Regions from separate parts of the Mus musculus genome. Here region 2 is linked to region 1. Evidence: chromatin contacts called from public HiChIP or PLAC-seq data. All regions are on one chromosome and are shown on one strand. The core of a region is the stretch at or near the end of the contact, and the rest is flanking DNA. Distances in the headings are between cores, read along the strand shown. Region 1 overlaps Gm40079 (a long non-coding RNA gene). Region 2 overlaps Fbxw7 (F-box and WD-40 domain protein 7).

Region 1 (4,287 bases), core at 707-3,206:
TACCTGTTGACAGTTCATGGAAGCAACATTCCTGTCAAATGAGAAGACTGTTTCATAGAAGTCCTCCATGGCTCTGGCCCTTGTAACTTTTCCATCTCCTCTTCCATGGTGTTCCATGAGTCTTGGGATATTGGAGTTGTGTTATAGATATCCTATTTAGGGGAGGAGTTATCCTCTGCATATTAACTAGCTGTGGCTTTCTGTAGTAGCCTTCATCTGCTGCAAAAGGGGATGCTTTGATGAGGGGCAAGAGGTGCACTTACAGGGTATGAGGGTAAACATTGGGAAGATGGTTGGGTGCTATATCCACTTAGCAAGACTATGATAGCAGTAGTAAGTTCTCCTCTAGGACATGTGTGCGGTCTCTCCAGTCACAGATTCGTGTCCATGTTCTTGAGACCCCTCAAAATGATACAGGCTATTGCCATTGCTCTTGGTTGGCTGCCAGGCTTGGGGGTAAGATCTTATTGCCGATGACAACACACTCTTTGCTCACCAGACTTCAAGAAATCAAACTGGTACTGACCTAGAAGCTCTCATAGTGTCAGAAGTGCTGTGCAGCGTTCCAAGGGAGAAAACTTAGCCAGGGTCCTACCCAGCTATAAAATATGTGAAACGGCAATAAAGCAATTAGCAGTTTGATCCCAGTAGTGTAATGGTGGTACTAATATCTTCGGGGTAATCAACAGCTGTCTGTTTGCCCTTAAGACCCACTTTGTAGAAGGGAACTCATGTCTGGGAGTGGAAACCTATTCCTAAAGCTTTTTAGCATGCAGACGCTGTGTCTTCTGAACGGCCTTTTACCCTGAAGCTGCACTATCTCATGGCTGTGACTTAGTTTCAGATCATATGATCCTCCAGGATGTCTGGTGCAATGGGTTGTATAGAAGGGTGGTGTCAAATCACAGGATCCACATGCAGATGGACTGGTAAATGACCCGGGAACTTGCAGAAGTAGTGCACGCCCATGAGTGGCAACTTCTGCATAGCTGTCGGCAGGCTAGCAGACTCTAAGTCACATCCCAGTTGGAGAGAAATTTAAGCATAATACTGGTCATGAAGGTTTGTGGTTATTTGCCTAAAAGAGGATGGATTTAATTCTTAGAAAAGCTGTCCCCCATTCTATGAACAAGAGAAGGTGCATTAGGCCTGCTCCAAGAACTTGATAATTCTCCACACAGGGCATGTGGAGAGACCAGAAGAGTCCATCGGTGAGAGTCAGCCTGGGAGAGGGCAGCTGTCCAGTGTCATGCTTTGTATTCTCCCCAAACGTTTGCTTTTTAAACAGGAGCCATTTATTTGTGCGATGGTGTTGTTATTCCACCTTAAAACACAAACGTCCTCAGAAAGGTCAGGCAGTGTTCTTCCTGCCTGATTGATGATCTTTCCCTCCTACAGTGGATTTTGCCAAAGATTGATTTAAAGGAGCTGACCTCTTCAAAAGACAAATCTCAGACTGTTTCATCAGCATGAAATTTAAATCATGAAGATCATATATTGTATGTTTCCATTTCTGTGAAATGTTGGACAAGCAGATTAATCTGTACAGGTCCAGAGTAGGTTAGGGGTAGGTTGGCTGGAATGGACAGTATTATTAATCGGGGGATAGAACTTCTTTTAGAAAGAAAATACTCTAAAGTTAGATTGCTCAGAGGGCTTCCCAATAAAAACACACAGTAAAAACATTTGCCCGCACCCTTTTAATGGTCAGTTGTGTAGCTCACGAAGCACATCTCACTGAGTGCACTTAAAAATACTTAGGATGTGCTCTGTGCACACTAAACAACACAAGCAGAAATTCATTTCCACTAACCCCAGTTGTGTTTGTTTGCTAGAAGCCTGGTGAGCATAATGTTCTTCAAACAACTTAACACTCAACCAGCAAAAACGATGGGGGTTTTGTGGCAAAAAAGATTTAGCTCCTCCTTTGAGGAAACCACAATCAAGGAGGGGCAGAAAGATACTGGGCTGGGGAGATGACTCAGTAGGAAAAGTGCTTACTGCAGAAGCACGGGGACCCGAGTTTGATCCCCAACAGCCACAGAAATGCCAGTGCTGTGGTAGTGTGCACCTACAATCCCAGTGCACAGAGGACGAGGAAAATCCCTGAGGTTTGCTGGCAAGCTCGACCAGACCAATCAGGCTCAACCTGCTTGAGCAACCCTGTCTCCAAAAAAAAAAAGGTGTAGGGTGGGAAACAATTAAAGAAAACACCTGACATTTGTGAGCACACACACACTTGGCACATAAGAACATGTGAGAGAGAGAGACAGACAGAGAGAGAGAGAGAGAGAGAGAGAGAGAGAGAGAGAGAGAGAGAGAATAGAGAGACAGAGATTAGTGCCTTGGTGGGCAGAGGGAATGTGAGATTCTGAGATGGTTTCTTGGCGAAGTCAGCATGAGCTTTGACTTGGAAAGCATTAGATTTAAGTACAGGGTATTAGGAGAGCAAGCAGAGCCGAGCAGCCTCCGACCCTTGCAAGCTGGCTGTGGCTTTCTTGGAAGGAGGCTTCAGCCCAGGTGAGATTCTCAGTCTTGCCAGGGAGAGCAGTCCTAGGGAGAGAGGCTACCTGAGCTGCTGCCTCAGCCACCGTTCTTCAGGAGAGTACGTAATTTGGAAGAAGTGAAAGAGAAAAATAAAGAAATCGTTAAAGGGTGAGACCTCCATTGTCCTTCTCTACCTCTTCAGCCTCCCCCCTCAGGATCAGACGCTCCTGTATGCCATTAGGATCAGTTCCCACAAGCATGACGTGAAGCCCACAGAGATGGATACAAGGCCCTCTTCCCACTGAGGGAAGTGCTCCGAGAAACACCACTGATGTGGGCTTCTCACAGAGAATGTGGATGGAAACTCACAAAGGCCAGATGGCTGTCATAGGCCAGTGGTTCTCAACCTTCCTAATGCTGTGACCCTTTGATACAGTTCCTCATATTGTGGTGACCCCCAAATCATAAAATTATTTGGTTGCTACTTCATAACTGTGATTTTGCTACTGTTATGAATTGTAGTGAAAATATCCAATACACAGAATATCTGATAGAGGACCTCCAAAATAGTTAAGACCCACAGGTTGAGAACTGATATTCTAAAGTATTTATTTTTAACTGAGAGCTCTAAAGATCTGAGCTGGGGAGGTGGCTCCAGAAGCTAAAGTGCTCTCCACACAAGCATAAGGATCCGAGCTTGATCGTCAGCACCCATGTAAGAAGCCAGGCGTGATGGTGTGTACTTACACAGGTGGGTCCCGTGAGCTTACTGCCTAGCCATCTGTCTTAGTCAGGGTTTCTATTCCTGCACAAACATCATGACCAAGAAGCAAGTTGGGGAGGAAAGGGTTTATTCGGCTTATACTTCCATGCTGCTGTTCATCACCAAAGGAAGTCAGGACTGGAACTCAAGCAGGTCAGGGAGCAGGAGCTGATGCAGAGGCCATGGAGGGATGTTCTTTACTGGCTTGCCCTCCCCTGGCTTGCTCAGCCTGCTCTCTTATAGAACCCAAGACTACCAGCCCAGAGATGGTCCCACCCACAAGGGGCCTTTCCCCCTTGATCACTAATTGAGAAAATGCCTTAGAGTTCGATCTCATGAAGGCATTTCCTCAACTGAAGCTCCTTTCTCTGTGATAACCCCAGCTGTGTTAAGTTGACACAAAACTAGCCAGTACAATTGACCCCTTGTCAACTTGACACACAAACACATCACTAGTAAGCCTCAACCCTTACATTCTTATTCATCCCCAAGATCTAAATAACTTTAAAAGTCCCACAGTCTTTACATATTCTTAAAATTTCAATCTCTTTAAAATATCCATCTCTTTTAAAATCCAAAGTCTTTTTACAATTAAAAGTCTCTTAACTGTGGGCTCCACTAAAACAGTTTCTTCCTTCAAGAGGGAAAATATCAGGGCACAGTCACAATCAAAAGCAAAAGTCAATCTCCAACTGTCCAATGTCTGGGATCCAACTTACGATCTTCTGGGCTCCTCCAAGGGCTTGGGTCACTTCTCCAGCCATGCCCTTTGTAGCACACGCGTCATCCTCTAGGCTCCAGATGCCTGTACTCCACTGCTGCTGCTGCTCTTGGTGGTCATCTCATGGTACTGGCATCTCCAAAACACTGCATGACCCCTTCAGTCCTGGGCCTTCAATTGCAACTGAGGCTGCACCTTCACCAATGGCCTTCCATGGCCTCTCACAGTGCCGAGCCTCAGCTGCTTTGCGTGACCCCTTCATGCCTTCAAAACCAGTACCACCTGGGTGACCCTTACATATTACCAAGTCCCGCTG
Region 2 (4,287 bases), core at 1,057-3,556, 100 kb after region 1:
GGTATTGGGATACTATCATACTGGGCTATAATTCACAGAATCCTTTGCAATAAGATACAGGCATGTGGTCTAGGCACTGTGCATTACATGGATGCATAAGATACAAATCCCAAAGAGAAGTGCAAGCTAACAGCTCTTGATTGGAATGGCTGCTTCATGTAGTTTGAGGCTTGAGACCCTGAGCTTGTGGGGCAGCAGTGCGGAGGGGCCAGTGACCTTGTCCTGCTCCCTGGGCTTTTGTGGTACTAGAGTGCTGTTATGGGGATCATTTGATGACTTTGCTGTTTTTCTGCTGTACAGCCTGTGAGTGGATGCTTTCTCTGAGAGTTACTTACATGTTTTAACAAGTTCTTTTTTGCAACTTAGATCCTGGTTTTATAGATTTTTGTAAATATTTTATTTTTCTGAGACTTAAAAATTGCCAAGCACATCTTTCACAGTTTTCCTTCCCCAGAGGTTTACATTTTGACACCATTTTTCTTGCTTGGTGTGTGTTTTGCACCTTTGGATTGTTTTGATGTTTGTCCTTCACCTCCTCAGCTTCAGTTCCACTGTAGTTAGGAAACCTTTCCTCCAGCTGGCACTTTTTTTCCCTGAATGCCAGCCGAAGTTGTCTAGGTGTGAAGTGTTGCTTTTTCTTTCTGTATGCATCTTAGTGGCACACTAGTGATAAGCTCCCAGTGAGCTGCTAACAGGCTTTTCTGTCTCTTGCATTACCAGGCAGAATGCACTGTTTAGATTCAAGGTCACCTGAAAAATCACAGTGAAGCCAGGCCGAGTGAGCTGAGATAACAAGCTAGCTACATTTGATTCACCTTAGCACCCTGTCCAGGATGTCCAATTTCCTTCTTCCTTACAGAGACTCAGATCTGCTCTCATTAGGAGGTCATGGCCTCGCCATCTGAATTACTTACTGTCTTTGTAATGGTTTGTGATTTTTGCCTTGACAAAAACCTGTTTGTCTCCAAGTTCCTTTCATTGTAACTTTTGGATTTGGTATTCATCCTCAGCAAGCTTACTATTTTAAATACCATTATAACTCTATAAATAATGAAGTAAATCAGACACACTGTAGAAATCCAGAAGGTACTAAACATACCTCTTGTGCCCAAGTCAGGGTTAAGGAGCCATTAACAACCTTTGTCCTCCTTTGCATCCCTCATCTGATGCTCTGAACTGATGATCCTCCTCCAGTCTCTTCCTGACCTGTAGGGGCTCTTCTTCCTTTCAAGTTCTTTCCTTCTCAGCTCGTCTTCCTTTGTTACTAGGTACCCGGTGGCCTAAGGTCCTTTGGCCATTCCACTCTTGTTTTTCTATGTCTGAGATGTTCATAAAATGACCTGAACAGTTTTACATTTCATTGCTTTATAGATGCATTCCAATTGACATAAAAAACTTAGTTCATTTCTTACTGCCTCTGTTACCTTTGCATGTTGAGTAAGAGTCAGTTTTGCTGAGAGATAACTAGGCTTTTTTGTCTTTGGCAAGTGGTGCGTAATGCTCGCACATGGTATCGTAATCAAGTGTGTGAGTTGATTTGCGATAGGCACCAGAAAGTAGGGGCTCAGAGGATCTAGGTTCAGGTATTGCTTTGGGGTCCAAAAGTTACAGCTTGATACCTCCCACCCTGTTTCCCTTAATTTTTATCTAGTGGCCTCCAGTTGGCCTGTGTGAGTTTGATGTAAAATTTATTTATTACTTTAATTTCTAGTGAAGTTGAGCATCTTTCATCACTCTGATATCCTGTTCTTTGAATCTTTTCTTCGTATGCTCTACATTTACTTTTTGTATTTTCCCTTTATATTGATTTCTGGCACTTTTTATAGTTTGTGCATTAGTGTTTTGAGAACTAAGCATTACAATTACTTTTCTAATCTTTGTTACACTCAGTTCTGTTAGTGTTTTAGTTTGTTGCTTGTATCTATAGTTGATGTTGAGTGTCAGCCTGATAGATTGAGCCAAGCCTAGGACCTCAGTAACAAGCACTTCTGGGTGTTTCTTTCCAGAGTGGATTAACTGAGGGCAGAGCTGCCCTGACTGTGGACTGTACCATTCAGAGACTGAGAGGCAGATAAAGTGAATGTGGGAACGAAAATCAGGTGTACACAGCTGTAATCCCAGTACTCCGGAGGTCAGGAGTTAAAGGTGCTTTTGGCCTACACAGAAGAGCCCTGTTTTCAAATTTTGGGGATTGAGAATGTACTCCAGTGGTAGAGTGTTAGCATAGCATGTGCAGCCTTGGGCTAGATCTCTAGAGTTGCACTTCACCCAACTCCAGCAAGAAGGGGGCGGAAACCTGAGGGTGGAGGTACTGTGGGAAGCCTGTTGGCATAGACAGACATCCTGTCTTTCTGTTTCCTGACCACTGATATGACACCATGATAAGAGTTTCTCTCCTGTGTCACGTCCTCCTGCCCCAAGTCAGAGGGAATCCCTCTTTAAAATGATTTCTGCCATGTATTTTTAGTGGTGGAAAAAGCCTGTTAAGACCGTGAGTTTTATTTGTGTTGTTTCTATTCTCTGGGCTGATTTGGTTTGTCTTCCTTCATGTCAGAATCACACTGTTAAATGAGAACAGTTCTAATGTGTCTTTGAAATTTAATAAAGTGAACCTTCTCTGAAACTTTCAGGTCAGCTTATCAAGTTTCAAACATCCTTCCAAAATAATCTAATATCAAGCAATTTCTAACAACTCTTGGAATTATGATTGGAACCTCACTGAATTTACAGTTTTCAGTGCGGTAACAGTCATCTGTTCCTTTATGTACTTTTAAATGTCTTCTGGTACAGTTGATGGCTTTCATAGACATAATCTTTAGATTTACTCTTGTTACTGTAGCTCTGGCTGGCCCAGAACTTGCTGTATAGACTAGGCTGGCCTCAAGCTCAGACATCCACTTGCCTTTGCCTCCAAAGTGCTGGAATTATAGGTGTTGCCACCATGCCCCATTTCTAGTTCCACCTCCCCATTTTTGTCCCCCCCAAAACTTTTAATTCAAAAAATAGGTTCTTTCGGGTATCCTCTGTTGATAAGCCTATAATTAGCAAATGCTGCATTAATGCTGCCCAAGTCTGTTCCTTTTAATTTTTCTTGTACTAACAACATTGAAGCCCTTCCTTGTTCTTGGTCATTTTTATGCTAGTGTGTGGAAGAGAGGTAGATTTGATTTTTAAGGACCAAAAAGTCTTAACTATAGTCCTTATAAAGGTTAAATATCTAGTTCCAACAAGCAACCTCTTATAGGGTAGACACTTTGTTCCTTTGTAGTCTTGTTAGTTGTACTGACATGTGAAGATCACTTTCATGTCAGCTGAAAGATTAATTTATAAGAATGGCTTTGATATATATATATGTGTGTATATATATATATATATATATATATATATATATATATATATATATATACACGCACACACACACACACACATATCCCTTCTTAATGGGGCTTCTGAGGGAGGCTATTCAGAACTGGAAATGTACTCAGTATTTAATATATTTCTGTAACTGAAACTACTGTAACTGAAACTACTCTGTTTGGATGCTTACGGTAACCTGAATCCTTCTTGATGTGTGAGTTGTCTTATACTTTGTTATAACATGGCTTAAGAGAATAACTTGATAAACCACTTTATACTTCATGCTGTTTCCTTCATCAGTAGAAGTATCATCATACCTTACCATCTAAATGGCTACTAGAATTAAGTAATTCCCAGAAGGCATTCAGAAGCGTCTGATCCCTGGGATTGGCCGTCTATGGGCTGCCACCTACTGCCTTTCTGGAAATTTCTTTAAATTCTAGAAAGATACTAGTACAACTGCATTTCCAGCCCTATAGTAACTCTTCTTGGCTTAGTACTTGCATGGATGACTAGCTAGTGTTCTGGGTTTTACTTTCTGTGATTTTTTTTTTTCCCCTCCTCTGCAGCCTATTCTGGTTGGCCTGGAAATTATGTTAATGATTGTTACTCCTAGGGGCTGGAGAGATGGCTCAGAGGTTAAGAGTTCAATTTCCAGCAACCACATGGTGGCTCACAACCATCTGTAATGGGATCTGATGCCTTTTTCTGGAGTCTCTGAAGACAGCTACAGTGTACTTGTCATATATATAAAAAATAAGATTTAAGATTTTATTTATTTAAAAAAAAAGATTGTTACACCTAGTTAATCACTGTGTCTTTCAAGGAAGCCAGGTTAGTTGCTGCCACTGTAGCTACTGTACTTTCTGTGCGTTAGCTTGCTCTGTTTCCCTTTCCTATTTTAACTTGTTTTCTTTACTTTTATACTAC

The links. HiChIP or PLAC-seq counts read pairs in DNA pulled down with a chosen protein or histone mark.
Region 2: a contact with region 1 is called in a CTCF HiChIP or PLAC-seq map of CD8 T cells, with 8 read pairs. The contact joins two enhancer-like sites. A contact is called at or near these places in 1 of 15 datasets of contacts at CTCF or cohesin (CD8 T cells), 2 of 484 Hi-C or Micro-C datasets (the AML12 cell line and Sertoli cells) and 2 of 115 datasets of contacts at active chromatin or transcription factors (CD8 T cells and embryonic stem cells).

What each region holds. Positions count from the first base shown.
Region 1 is chr3:84,747,440-84,751,726 of GRCm38.p6, forward strand. The region is part of intron 2 of Gm40079 (a long non-coding RNA gene); the gene reads left to right. Among named protein-coding and RNA genes, the nearest start is that of Gm40079, 4.6 kb to the left of the region's middle. Within about 2 kb of position 1,957, at least 43 of the 459 cell types and tissues checked have an H3K27ac peak or open chromatin away from gene starts, as enhancers often do. A contact at or near this core is called in CD8 T cells, where this site is marked.
Region 2 is chr3:84,846,680-84,850,966 of GRCm38.p6, forward strand. The region is part of intron 1 of Fbxw7 (F-box and WD-40 domain protein 7); the gene reads left to right. All of the region lies in intron 3 of Gm40080 (a long non-coding RNA gene), which reads right to left. Among named protein-coding and RNA genes, the nearest start is that of Gm40080, 30 kb to the right of the region's middle. Within about 2 kb of position 2,307, at least 26 of the 459 cell types and tissues checked have an H3K27ac peak or open chromatin away from gene starts, as enhancers often do. A contact at or near this core is called in CD8 T cells, where this site is marked.